4 separate regions of the Mus musculus genome follow, and regions 1, 2 and 4 are each linked to region 3. Evidence: chromatin contacts called from public HiChIP or PLAC-seq and promoter capture Hi-C data. All regions are on one chromosome and are shown on one strand. The core of a region is the stretch at or near the end of the contact, and the rest is flanking DNA. Distances in the headings are between cores, read along the strand shown.

What was found. Promoter capture Hi-C pulls out the DNA fragments that hold promoters and counts their contacts. HiChIP or PLAC-seq counts read pairs in DNA pulled down with a chosen protein or histone mark.
Region 1: a promoter capture Hi-C map of the C10 cell line shows a contact between it and region 3, with 5 times the contacts expected there. The contact joins the enhancer-like site here to the promoter of Tmx2 in region 3. A contact is called at or near these places in 2 of 39 promoter capture datasets (the C10 cell line and embryonic stem cells), 1 of 484 Hi-C or Micro-C datasets (B cells), 3 of 115 datasets of contacts at active chromatin or transcription factors (bone marrow-derived macrophages, embryonic stem cells and microglia) and 2 of 9 other capture datasets (adipose tissue and liver).
Region 2: a promoter capture Hi-C map of hippocampal neurons shows a contact between it and region 3, with 2.0 times the contacts expected there. The contact joins the enhancer-like site here to the promoter of Tmx2 in region 3. A contact is called at or near these places in 2 of 39 promoter capture datasets (the 3T3-L1 cell line and hippocampal neurons), 1 of 115 datasets of contacts at active chromatin or transcription factors (large pre-B cells) and 2 of 9 other capture datasets (adipose tissue and macrophages).
Region 4: an H3K4me3 HiChIP or PLAC-seq map of bone marrow-derived macrophages shows a contact between it and region 3, with 4 times the contacts expected there. The contact joins the enhancer-like site here to the promoter of Tmx2 in region 3. A contact is called at or near these places in 7 of 39 promoter capture datasets (the 3T3-L1 cell line, 3T3-L1-derived adipocytes, the HPC-7 cell line and 4 more), 3 of 115 datasets of contacts at active chromatin or transcription factors (bone marrow-derived macrophages, fetal liver and large pre-B cells) and 2 of 9 other capture datasets (adipose tissue and liver).

What each region holds. Positions count from the first base shown.
Region 1 is chr2:83,757,216-83,760,747 of GRCm38.p6, reverse strand. The region is part of intron 4 of Itgav (integrin alpha V); the gene reads right to left. Among named protein-coding and RNA genes, the nearest start is that of Itgav, 35 kb to the right of the region's middle. Within about 2 kb of position 1,452, at least 124 of the 459 cell types and tissues checked have an H3K27ac peak or open chromatin away from gene starts, as enhancers often do.
Region 2 is chr2:84,006,823-84,010,052 of GRCm38.p6, reverse strand. No RefSeq gene overlaps it. Among named protein-coding and RNA genes, the nearest start is that of Zswim2, 67 kb to the right of the region's middle. Within about 2 kb of position 1,697, at least 13 of the 459 cell types and tissues checked have an H3K27ac peak or open chromatin away from gene starts, as enhancers often do. A contact at or near this core is called in hippocampal neurons, where this site is marked.
Region 3 is chr2:84,677,383-84,680,908 of GRCm38.p6, reverse strand. Tmx2 (thioredoxin-related transmembrane protein 2) reads left to right here and starts at 2,081. Exons shown (of 9, transcript NM_025868.4): 1 at 2,081-2,266; 2 at 2,735-3,058. The coding sequence starts at 2,870. Med19 (mediator complex subunit 19) reads right to left here and starts at 2,507. Exons shown (of 5, transcript NM_025885.3): 1 at 2,248-2,507. The coding sequence starts at 2,464.
Region 4 is chr2:84,047,213-84,050,574 of GRCm38.p6, reverse strand. No RefSeq gene overlaps it. Among named protein-coding and RNA genes, the nearest start is that of Zswim2, 110 kb to the right of the region's middle. Within about 2 kb of position 1,919, at least 10 of the 459 cell types and tissues checked have an H3K27ac peak or open chromatin away from gene starts, as enhancers often do. A contact at or near this core is called in bone marrow-derived macrophages, where this site is marked.

The DNA of each region.
Region 1 (3,532 bases), core at 203-2,702, 920 kb after region 3:
GGAAAAGTGACTGATTCTGATCTAAGTAACTGGCCAATTAATTTAAGCTAACTTTAATCATGAGCAATACTACACCCAGAATAGAGAGGCAGCTCAGGTTTGGTTTTTTTTTTTTTTTTTTTTTTTAATTCTTCCTTTATTAGATGCCATCTTTTAGTTACCAAAAAAATTTGTTTTCCTTGCATTTCAGATACATCATAAGTTACTCCCAGTCAGGCCACTCAAGTATAGAAACCAAAAATAGTTCATTTTAATCATAATGTCAAACTTCTAAGAATTGGGGGGGGGGGGGCAAACAATCCCTTCCAATCTTGGAACCCAATTTTAAAATCTGGGAACTGCCCCAAGATTACACAATAAAATAATTTTTTTTGTTGTTTTAAGAAAATGGCCACAAAAGTGTAACACTACTGTAATGTAAATTTTTCTAACCAAGAGGGAATAGGAAAAATGTGGACTGGGGTTTCCAGTGTCTAGTGAGTCACACCAAGGAATTGTACTTCAACCTTAACTCCACCATGCATTTCCTCCATTCAAGCTGCATCTGGGCAATGGCCTTAAGCCGTTTATGAAGACATGCTTTTTTTATTTGTACTATGCAACTTTCTGCTTTATTTGGTTTCCTGAGATATCCAGTTGGAAATACAACTTCTTTAAAATATCCTTGACAGGCACGTACTAAAGCGGGTGCTTCTGACAATTTAAAAACTCTCTGAATACAACAGCTTAGTTCAGTGAAGGGCTCAGTGTTTATCTCCACTGATAGCCAAAACTACTTCCGCTTGTCAAGCCTGGAAATATTATGACAAGGAGTGATTGGGGACAGAGAGGCCACAGGCGTGCATTAAGCACTTACCGGAAGCTATTCACTTAGCTCAGAACAATCCTTGGAGAGCTGTGATTACTAGTCACGGGTTCAGAAGCCCAGTCTAGAGGCATTAAGTGACTTGTCAACAGCCAACCAGCTGGCACTATGAATACTACTGAGCTGTGCTATTTTGATCAGCAACCTGATGGCCATTATCTGAAAAGTGGAAGAAAAAACTAGAAACCTTAACTATCCAAATATGGCTATCAAAATTAGAGGTCGGGAGCAACGGATTCAGGGGAGCATAGCGTTCAAAGAGTCTCCACACCGTGTCAGGTTTTCAACAGACAGACATCTGGTTAGTGCTTAAGGCCAAGTGTGATTATGGATATTGCTGTTAAAGCCACAAGCAAACACGAACAATAAGGAAGTAATTGGGAGGCTAAGAGTGAGGCTCTTTATCCAGGCTGTATACGCAGGTCACGCTAGAAACAAAAGTCAATGCATCAGCAGCCAGCCGAACAACAACAACAAAGCCAGCCCCAGCACACACGGACATAAACCGCCACAGCCAAGCAGGCAAAGGCTCAGAGGTCAGCAGGCAGCCTCACAAAACTGGAACCATCCTGCTCTGCGCTGTACAGGTTACTGAAGCATGAATGAACACGAACTATCAAACGGTGCTGGCAGGAGGGGAGAGAGGGGACACTTACATATGAGAGAAGAATTTTAAAAAGAAACAGAAGAAAAGAAAAACATACGCCAAGCAGTACCTCGGAAAGGCTTGGGCAGATTCGGTGTTTTTCCAATAAGGGAGTGAGGGCTCAGCGTGGTTAAGGGGATTGATTGCCCAGAGCTCCGGTTCAGAGCCAGGGGAATCCGAGGCTATCACCCAGGTTTTCCAGCTCTACTCCTCCTCAGTGTCCACTCTGGGTAAGTTTCAGCCTTCTTAATTGGAGCCTGCTGGTATGTCCTATGTCAAAGGTCTGACCAAAGAGCATGTACTATAGCCTGGTTTGCTAAGAGAGGCATTTCCTCTGTCTACGTGTTCTATGATGCTTTTCTTTGAGATGTTTGACTTGGACCAGAGTTCCACAAACCTTTCCTGAAAAGATCCAGACATTTAAGTACTTCAGGAAACAGGGGTCATATACTAACTATGTCAACTCCAGAATGACTCAACTTTCCAGACAGTGAATAAGCAAATGGGTGTGGCTAAATTCCCATAAAAAAGGTATTTGTAGGGCTGGAGAGATGGCTCAGCAGTTAAAAGCACTGACTGTTCTTTCAAAGGTCCTGAGTTCAAATCCCAGCAACCACATGGTGGCTCACAACCATCCATATTGAGATCTGATGCCCTCTTTTGGTGTGTCTGAAGATAGCTACAGTGCATTGACATATAATAATAAATAAATCTTTGGGCCGGGGCAAGCAGGGCCAGAGTGAGCAGAGGTCCTGAGTTCAAACCCCAGAAACCACATAATGGCTCACAACCATCTGTACAGCTACCGTGTACTAATATACATAAAATAAATAATCTTTTTTTAAAGGTGTTTGCAAAGGCAGGTTCACAAGTCACAAATCACTGTAGTTAGAATGTATCTTAGGAAATAATGACTTCATTACTTCATAATTTTTATGTCTAAAACAAATAATGGAAGCATTAAGAACTAGCTACACAGCCAGGTGGTGGTGGCACACGCCTTTAATCCCAGCACTCTGGAGGCAGAGGCAGGCGGATCTCTGAGTTCGAGGCCAGCCTGGTCTACAGAGTGAGTTCCAGGACAGCCAGGGCTAAAAGAGAAACCCTGTCTCGAAAAACCAAAAAAAAAAAAAAAAAAAAAAAAAAAAAAGTAAAAGAACTAGCTGCACATAGATGCATCGCTAAGTGCTCTTTTCAGACATGTTTGTTTGTTTGTTTGTTTGTTTGTTTGTTAGGTTTTTTCCAGGCAGGGTTTCTCTGTATAGCCCTGGCTGTCCTGGAACTCACTTTGTAGACCAGGCTGGCCTTGAACTCAGAAATCTGCCTGCCTCTGCCTCCTAAGTGCTGGGATTAAAGGCGTGCGCCGGAAATGTAAAGCAAATGCTCTGGTTAGTAAAGACAGACTGGGGGTTCAGTTCAGGGGTGAAAGTGCTTAACATACATGAGACCTGAGCTCAGCATCTAGCACCAAAAGAAAAAAAATATTACAACCTGGGTTCAAACTCTTATTTGACCATTTGGTACCATGGAATATACGGAGGAATATGCCCCACCTGTCCCGAGTCTCTGTTTCCACATTTCTCAAATGAGAAGAGTGATGGTTGGTGTGCCTGTCTGTGTGTGCACATGCACGGAAATCTGTGTGCACGCATGTGAATGCATGTACTTATGTATTCTATGTCAGCTTTACTGACACAGGATAAGGCATTCTCTCTCCTCAGAGCTATGAAGTTATATTTTCAAAATGAGTGTTTTTGAAATACCGGCATTAAAAACACTAAAGTGGTCCTTACATTCCCTACACACTACCACTGAGGATGCTACGGTGACCTAACCACCCACACGAATGTAGTGAGACAGATGGCACCAAGCTCAGAGGATGGAGCTCTGACTTCCTCCACCCAGGCAGCGCATGCTTTCTACACAGGTAGCATCCCCTTGATGTGTATTTCCCATTTACAGTAGGTAGGATGATCAAGTGGTCAACTAAGAAATAACTGTTTAATAAAAAAAAATGCAAT
Region 2 (3,230 bases), core at 448-2,947, 670 kb after region 3:
TGGCCCTCCACAGTGCTCGTGACACTTCCTCTATGGTTGCAATAGGACATCCTTATCACCAGATGCCACTGCCCTAAAGGTCGGAATGTGGATATGAGCAATCAATGGAAGCATCATTTGTGTCCACCTCCATTCCTTCCACAAAAGATGAAATGATTTTGTTAAATATTCTCCAGCAAATTTCCCCTTCTTTCATACTTGTTTGAACTGTCACATTGCTGTTTCTGGGTGTACAGGAATAGAGGAAATGGACTGCTTTCCTAAGAAAAGTAATATTGCCCTGAGAGGCTCAGAACACTAAGAATCTGCACAGATACACTTTGGATTCTATAAGCATTAAAAGGAGTGATTATCTCCAATAATATATACTATTCAAAAGTACCAAGTTCCATCAAAGAAGCCAGACATAAAAACCACTTACTATATAACCTTAGTTATGTCATTCAGAGATAGGCAAAACAAGAAGTCTTTTTATCTACAACACAGTGTTTTGGGGGAAGGAGGCTGGCTACATAGAGACATGAAGGAGAATATTTCTGATTTTTAAATGTTCTTCATCTTGACCACAGTCACAGTTCCCACTACAAGCCTCATGGTAGTGATAAAACTAAAACAACTGTTCACTACATGTATGTCATGCTAAAATAAACTAAAAGAACAATAAAGGCTTTCTCTTACTAAGTTAAACAGCAACGTGTTACAGCTCCTTCTGTTACACTTTCCTATGGGCCCCTCAATGTGCTTTGAAACTCTATCTTGATATCTAGAATGAAGTCTTCTGCTTAAAGGCCCTCCCAGAAAAGTAGCCTTATCCTGGAAAATCATGGATGTCAGCAGAGACTAGAAGACATCCAGGTGCTCCAGAAAGTTCCTGGAATAATCTTAGCATTTGTGTCGGCCAAAATCTGTTTCCCATGGCTGGCAGCAAAAAGCAGAGGCAGACTTGGCCAGAAAATAGTCCCCTGGCTGTGCTTGCTGTACAGAGCATTGAGAATGCCATGTGCCTGTGGAGGCTGGCTAATTAATACAAAATGATGATCTAATGTGCATAATAGCAGTCACATTTCAGAATGAGTTCTTCAGAAAATGTAAGCCTTATTTAATCTTACCACACAGAAATTTCTTGCACAAAACACTGTATTTTAATTCTAAGTTTTGAGTCTCTTTATGCGATTTCAAATATATTATTAATATTCTAGGTAAAGAAAATAAGATACTTTATGTTTTCTTGTAATACAGACGTGCCAGTGCTTACTCTAACTGGCATGGATATCTCTGTGGGGTGTAGAGAATGCCTTCTCATTGACACCTGAGACATAGCTGGATAAAATTGTATGTGTGTTTCCAAATGAGCATGGCCACTGGTCCAGTGTTTAAATGAAAGCCATGCCAACTAGGCAAGAAATTGCAAAGTAAACACTGAAATAAACCACAGTATGAATCTGAACCCAATCATAACTTCTATCCCCTTTTCCATCTTTTCCATCTTGAACAAGCATTCAGTTCTCTGTGTTACTTTATACAGAGCAAGAAAACGTAAGAGGAAAATGAGGGAGGAGAGATAATAAATCCAAAAAAACCCGGGTGGAATTTTTATTTTAAGGAGATTTCGAGAAAGTCATTAGACATTTGAATGAATATTTGTCCTTATGGAAACAATGGACAGCCTCCCATGTGTACTGCCACCGTCTAAGCCATGACTTGCTACCAGCATCCACCCACTCTTTCAGTGCAGTTGATCGTGGAAGGTCAGAGGGAGAGCACTTGGCAGATAGTTACCTTGCCTTCAGAATGTGTCCTAGCAATGTGTCTACTCGTGAAGACTCCCCACAAAACCCTGAGAAACATGGCTGTTCTGCTGAGTAACCAACCTTAAACTCTCAAAACAAAGCATTTCTATTAAAATAACTTGTTTGGCACATCATTAGGTTTCTGCTATTATTAGTTTTTAGCAAACAGATGTCTTCCTGGATAAAATCCAAGCCAGGAATTCTTTTTTTTTTTTTTTTTTGGCAAGTGTATAACATGGTAAATTATACTTCTTCCAGAACTTCAGTCACTTTGGAAGGGGGGAGTTGCAAAGAGGTTAAAGAGCCATTTTGCAGACAAAACAATTTCAGAAAAATATTTAGCTTACTGATGTTACAAAAGATGTTAATATTCATGTTTGTGCTTTTAATTTAAAAAGAAATTTATTTTAAAAGAAGATACAACCTTGCAGTTCCATTGAGATCAAAATTTTCATATACCCTTTTGTAACAGATGTCATTAAAATTTGATTCTTTATAAAAGCAAGATAGTAAATAGCAACTTTTCTTAAAAGTCAGACAGGCTATTTATAATCACTTAATAGTATGATTTTCCATTCCTTAAAAACTGAAAAATATGTATCAACATTCTTCCTAAAATTGTGCATACTAATGTCAAAAATTAAAAGAACTCCCAACAGAATCACCAGGCATGAAGGCTTTGATTGGATTGGATGCTGTATTAAAGTTACTGCAACTTTCTGTCTCAATAGAAGAACATTTCCTTTTATATTTTTCCACACAAAACCACAATTTAACATGTTTTCTAAAGTAAAAGTAATTTTTAACATTTTTGTTTGTGAAACTTGCAATTTTGTTTGTAAAGACATTAAATGTTTATAAAACTAAAAGAAGTATAGAGACTGGGATCCATTGCCCCTTTTTCCTTTTGATAACAGAGTGTTCCTATGTTTGCATAAATACATGATTAGCCATATAAACGCCATTTTCCTAACACCAACTGCCACATGACCCCATTCCAGCCTATAGAATATACAAGGAAGGCTCGAAGCAAGTTTCAGATCATTTCCTTAAATGGAATAAAAATATATCCTCTATCTCTCTCCTTTCTGCCCTGGGACTTCTGCCATTGAGCCTGTTCACCTCTAGAAGACAGGGAACGCAAAGTGGAAGAGCCTTTAAATCCTGATTGACCTTAGATGAGCCATTTAAATTCCCTAAACTGCTTGCCTATATCTAGAAATGTTCTAGATGGGCAGGCTAATGTCAGTGTCTGTGCACTGTGTCATCTAATTGATGCATCAGGTCTTACGGTATAGTTAATCCATATATAGAATATGTGAAATGTTTTGTAATTCACATTAATTTGGATTTTAGTCAACTGACAAGATTTTGTTTTCGTTTTGTTTTTGTTTTCTTAAGCCATGTAGTTCAGCTATGGATACCACTATCACTAATAGC
Region 3 (3,526 bases), core at 832-3,331:
TTGAGAAAACAACTTTCTAATTTTGTTTACCTATATAAATTCTTCAGTGTTTAGTTCAAATGACATCTTATTCTTGCTGTCATTTTGGCTAACACATTTTGAAAACTATCAGGTAGTTTTTAACATTGCTTCCTGTGTTGAACTATAAATAAATAAGACTGACACCCACAAAATATAAGCACAATCCTTAAACCATGTATTTTGGATCTCAAAAAATAGGCTACCTAAAAACTAGGCTTAATAATCTTCACTTCTCGGGGCTGGTGAGATAGCTCAGTGGTTAAGAGTGCCGACTGCTCTTCCGAAGGTCCCGAGTTCAAATCCTAGCAACCACATGGTGGCTCACAACCATCCATAACGAAATCTGATGCCCTCTCTGGAGTGTCTGAAGATAGTTACAGTGTACTTACATATAATAAATAAATAAATCATATATATATGTATATAATCTTTACTTCTCATAATCCCACCATACCTTGGATATTCAGTACTTATCAACTGATCTATTAATGGTATAATTAGAACAGGTAATGCAAAAGATAAACTGCTGGAAGAAGCTGGGCATGATGGTACATACTTGAAGGTAGAGGCAAGTGGATCTCTGTGAGTTCAAGGCCAGCCTAGTCTACAATGAATTTGAGACAAGCCAGGCTTACTGAGTGAGACCATGTCTCAAAAACCCAGTAAGATGGGCTGGAGAGCTGGCTTAGTGGTTAAGTGCATCAACTGCTCTTCCAGAGGTCCTGAGTTCAATTCCCAGAAACCACCTGGTGGCTCACAAGCATCTGTAATGGGATCTGATGCCTCCTTCTGGTGTGTCCATAGAGAGCAATGGTGTAGTCATATACATATCTTTAAAAAAAACAAAAAACAACTAAAATAAGGAAAAAGAAAACTGCCTTAACAGTCATTTCTTTATGCTTCAGTTCTCAATTAAAAAATACAGACAATACCTATCTATCTAAAAGGACTATAGTAAGTATTACATATTGTTACACACTGCACTGATGTGAACTTCAAACTATTTTGCTAATAAATACTGGGATAACTGAGGTTTTTATTTCTTTTTTGAAGCAGGATCTCATGTCTCCTAGGCTGGGCTTGAACTATAGCTCCTTCTGCCTTCACCTCCTGAGTGCTGGTATGGAGTACTACAAGTTCCCCAAGACTTAACATGTCCAGAACGCCTCTTAAGTTTTAGCTCTTCAAATTTTTTCTTTCCATGCCTTCCTAGTCTCAGACTACTGTACCCTTTGTACAGGACACTCACAATTCCTCTCTCTGTGTATATTTAGTTCTTTATTTCTGTAGGCTTTACCTTTAACATGTATCCTGTATTCATTTGCTTCCCGACCACTAAGCCCTGGTCCAAACCATTCCTTTTCTGAACACTGACTGGCAACTTCTGATTATCCTATTTTCATTTTTCATGTTTCTGCTGGATATCTAAAAATCACTAAATTAGATCATTTTGCACCTATATTGAAATGACTTCAATTTGAACTTTAAACAACCTACCTTGCCTTATAAAAGCCTCTACCTATTTCCCATCACTACTGGATTTTTTCCGCTTTCCTGAGTCCAATGTGTCTTCTGCCCCTCAGATATTCTAAGCCCCGCCCCCCAAGGTCTCCTGATTTAGTTTCTTGTACCTAGTATCTCCTCTCTATCCAAACAGGGATGGCTTTGTTTATTCTTGAATGCTACCTACTCAGAAATGATTCTGTGAACGCGACGCCTTTTGCAAGGCAGGCAAGAGTTCTACCACTGAGCCACGCCCCCCACCACCACAATTTCCCCGAATAATTTTATGAAAGTAAGAATTGATTCAATTCTAATCCTTTCTTTGAACAGGTTAATCTCCGAGTCCCTGACAAGGAAGGCAACTTGCTACAAACCAACAAGTTTGTGACAGACTTTAAACTAAAATCTTAAGTGTCTCCAGAAATGTTAAATCGGGTCTCCCGAGTTCTAAACAACGGCTCACGTTTTTATAGAGTCACAAACGGCAGTCAGAGAACCCGGATCACAGAACTTCTCGCTGAAGGTTGTCCCAGATATTCACACCCAACCCAAACCCACCCCAGAAAATCAAGTTATCCCTTAGGGTTGTGAATCGCCAAAGGGCTTCTGACACTGTTGCCCACTGGCCCCGCGTAGCCCTGTTATCTCACACCTAGCGGGACAGGCTAGCCACACCCTCACCTGAACTACAATCTGAGTGGCTACTCTTGGCCTACTACTCACCTGGCAATTCCCGCATCAGGTAGAAGGGGCCACTTCCAGCCGTCGACTTATCCGCTCCTGCGGGGGCCGAGGTTGCCGTCGAGGGCGGGGCTGCGCCTGGACCACCTCCCGGAGGAGGAGGGGGTGGCGGGGGTGGCTTTCCAGGCCCAAAGCCTAGGGCGCTTGGTGGCGGTGGGGGGTCAGTCTGAGCTCCAAACAGTGCCGTGAAGTTCTCCATAGCACTCTGCGCTCCTGGTTACCCGGGATCGGGCGTTAATTACTTTGATTGGACAGTACTTTCACAGGGTACCACCCTCTTCGTCTAAGAGTGTCCCATCATTGGATACATTAAGCCCCGCCTACCATCTTCCGGCAACTTACTTCCGTCGCCTGAGAGACTGGTTAGGAAGGTGGTTCGCAGACTAATAGCCAATAAAATGACTCAGTTAGAAAAGCGACAACGATGAGGACCAATAGACTATTTAATTCATTTTCTGATCTATTATAGCATCCAATAAGAGATCTACATCCGGGTCTGGAGGCGTTGCATCTGATATTTGGTCCAATAGAAGCCTTGCTGGTGGGGGCGGAGGACGAAGATTTGGGGAGCGGGAGTGAGCCTGCGAGAGAGTAGGCAGGAAAGATGGCTGTCCTTGCGCCTCTGATTGCTTTGGTGTACTCGGTGCCGCGGCTTTCTCGATGGCTGGCCCGACCTTATTGCCTTCTGTCTGCTCTGCTTTCCATTGCTTTCCTCCTCGTGAGGAAACTGCCACCGATTTGCAATGGTCTCCCCACGCAACGCGAAGATGGCAACCCGTGTGACTTTGACTGGGTGAGCGCCCCCTGCCTTACCAGCTCTCGACCTTGACCATCCCTGCCCTGCAGGTGCATGTGAAAATCTGGGAGCAGGTTTCGGGATGTAGCCGCCTTACAGACTGAGTGCAGAGCCTAGGCCGTTATCTAGTCATAACCTCCGTGTTTAAGATGGAGAAACAGATTACAGGGTTTCCATCACAGATGAACAGTATTCTACAGTGATTCCAAGCTACCTGGGGCGCCAGTGAAGAAAAGGCCAATAGTAGAAATACCATTAAATTTTTTTTGTTTAATTTTTAACGAAGTGATCACAGTGTAGTTAGGCGATTTCCCAAGGAAACGCAGCGTTCAGAAAGTGCTGTCTAACCTTATTCAATTCTCTGATAGACTGGCAGACGAAGGTCGCTGACTCAACAAAATAAATGACTTGGATGGAAAATCGAATACTCTGGGCATAGTAACTATGCACACTATCTTCCTGCGG
Region 4 (3,362 bases), core at 670-3,169, 630 kb after region 3:
TGCCTATAATATAGTGCACACTCTTAAGTGTAAACTGATTTTAGTGAAAAGTGAAAGAAGCATGTGGGAAGACATAGCAAGAGCTCCACAGCTCTGGCTGGCAGATGTGGGAGGTGCAGAGCCAGTGAGAGGCCACTATCACAACAGTACAACCCAAATCTACAATGTCCTGTAATATAAAAGGCAGCAGTATAACACAAACGAGAACCAACAATGCCAAGGCATGCTGACTGGGCCATCAATATCAGAGGCACTTGATGTGATCATTAATATGGAGACTTTGAGACTCCAATAAGATCTTCTGGTAACAGCTGTCATTGAATTTGTATGTTTTTAACAAGACCCTCAGACAATTTTCATAGAAACTTCAACTTGAAAATCACTTGCTAAACCCTTATAAGCTGCCTTTAAATTTTCTCCATGATTTATATAAAATCTTAGAAAGTCTACTTTATTTAAAAACAAAAACAAAAACTGTTGAAGCCGGGCAGTGGTGGTGGACGCCTTTAATCCCAGCACTTAGGAAGCAGAGGCAGGCAGATTTCTGCATTCGAGGCCAACCTGGTCTACAAAGTGAGTTCCAGGACAGCCAGGGCTATACAGAGAAACCCTGTCTCAAAAAAACAAAACAAAACAAAACAAAAAAACAAAGCAAAACAAACAAACAAACAAAAAACCTGTTAATAGTTTTCACTATTAAGTGGAAATGGTAATACCCACTTCATGAATTAAATAAAATAACATGTTAAGTTTTTTGCACATTTTCTAGTGCATGATGAATCAAATATTAGTTAATATTAATAAGCTAGAAATAGAACTGGACATCTATAGGTGTCAAGCCTGTAATCGCTGTCAGACTGTGCACACAATGTGCTGATTCAACACTGTAATTGGATGTATTGACATGGTTCTTTATAGGCTATTCAAAATTGTCCATCAAAAAGCCAGTCATAGATGGATGGCTCTATTAGTAAAGTTCTTGGCTCACACGTAGGAGGACCTAAGTTGGATCCGTAGAGACCATGTAAAAGGCCAGACATGTTGGCATATGCTTATAATTCCAGCTGTTGGGAAACTGAGATGGGCAGATTCCTGAAGCCTGTTTGGCAAACAGTCTAGCCTACTTGGTACAGGTTTGGGCCAATGAAAGATGCTGTCACAAACAAATAATAGAAAGTGCCTGAAAAATGACACCCACATTTATTTTCTACATTCTAGATGTATATGAACACACCTGTATGTGAACACACACATACATATGAACACATATAAACACAGCACACACACATACATATAAACACATACCAACAGAGATACACACACACAAAAAGGTAATCACAAAAGACTACAGCTTAATTATTTTAATTATTTGGAATAACCTCCAGTAAGGGTCAATAAAGAGTTGGGAAAAGTCAAACCCAAGAGAAATGTACTGCCAACACCCTGGAGATGATTGCAGCGAAGATAAATACAAAACATGCAAAATAGCATTGTGAAGATGTGTGACTCAGTTATTTCTGTATTAAATCATCATCCGTCGATCTAGGCTATTCATGATAACTCAGTATATCCACTTCTCCACAGAAAACCCAGCAAGCACCAGCGTGACCAGGCGATAGGAGTTAAAGCTACCAGTGATGAGTCATGCTGACGACACTCAGCCCACTCGATGTAATGGAATAGGGTACTTGGCTTCTGTGAAATCCTTTACAGAAACTAATGACTCCAAAGTGATAAGGACCAAAGCACCATAAAATTTTGGGAAGCTTTCTGTGAAATCCATCAGCCAATACACCTTGAAACAGTGAGCATCAAGAAAAACAAGTCTGCGAATTGTTACAGGCTTGAGAAACAGAGGAGACTTAGTAACTGGAAACTGGTGGGAGATCCTGCATGGAGTTTCACAGTAGGAAATAGAGAGGTGTGACATTTCAAGGCCAGAGCTTGGTTTGTAGATCCTTAGTCCTGCAGATTCATTAGAGTTGTGTAAGATGTCAACAAAAGAGGGAACTGGCTTAAGGGCGGACAAGATGCTCTTACTGCAGTTGCAGCTTTTCTATGAATCTGAAAGTAGCCCAAAGTAAAAGGGCTTAACCTTAAAAGGTCTTCTTCAGCTCAACAGCTGAAAATAGGGACCATCAAGCAGTGGAGAGATGGAAATATGGGTTAAGATTCCAGCATGACCTTCTATTCTAAAAGCTTCCAGTATAAACATCTGGACTTTGGATAAATTATTATAGATGTGGTTTTAAGTAAACCATCTTTTACATTATATTTTACTGATACATAAAGTTATACACATTAACAGGGTAGAGTATAACATTCAACGTGTACATAATGTTTAAATCAAATCAGACATATTTATCTTTTTCAACTATTTATTATTTTTTCATGGTAAAAAACTTGCAAAATCTTTCTAATTTTATAGCTTATTTCTGTCATCCTCAGTTAACATATGTTTATTAGCATATCAGTACTCTTTATAACTAAGTTTGTGTGTGTGTGTGCAAGCATGCTCATACATGTGTTTCAATTACTGGAGACTAAATCCATGAATTTATGTGTGTTTGTTTGCCAGGAGGCACTCGTGAACATCAAAGCCCACCAAGGAACCATTTCCAGTGTAATAGCATTAGGGTCTCTTTATTACAAGCTCAGGCCTGGGCTCTCCTCTAACCCAATCCTGACACAGCAGGATGGGAAGGGAAGGCAGAGCAGCCTGGAACCCTCAGCAGGAGAAGGTTTTATAGAAAATGGAAGTAAATGGGGGGGCGGGGGGTCCATCCTAGCAAGTATCTAATTGAATGTCTATTGTAAGCTGACAGGTGGGTGCTCTAAAGCAAGACTGAATACAATCACAGTCTGAAGGTACATCTGAAGCAATCAGACTAATCTTTGATTAACTGTTGCTAAGAAGTAGCTAGGGAGTAACTTTGGCCAAGGACAAGCCATGGTATCCTTCCTGGTACATGGGTGTAGCTTGAGTTCTGCTGCAGGTCAAATTTTCAGGCTTCATTAATTTCTTTAAGATGGGGGCCAGTCCCAAGATGGAGTAGATTTGGCCTCTCAAGTTAAGCAACTGCTGTAATACTGAACTATATTCTCATCCCTAGCCAACTGTAGCATAATACCACTGATCAAGCTCATCTTTCTATGTTTGGCTTACTTGAGCTTATAAAAGTTAAGATTCTTATGATATCTAAAACAAAATATATACTAAAGATAATTTTTAAATGATAGTAATACTTTGACTGTTAAAGAAAAATTTGTTTAACCGTGAACTGAATTTCATTTGAATTTGTTTTCAAAATGCTGATTACCTTTTCAATGACAGAAGCCCCCGCCATGTGCTCAGTGATTAA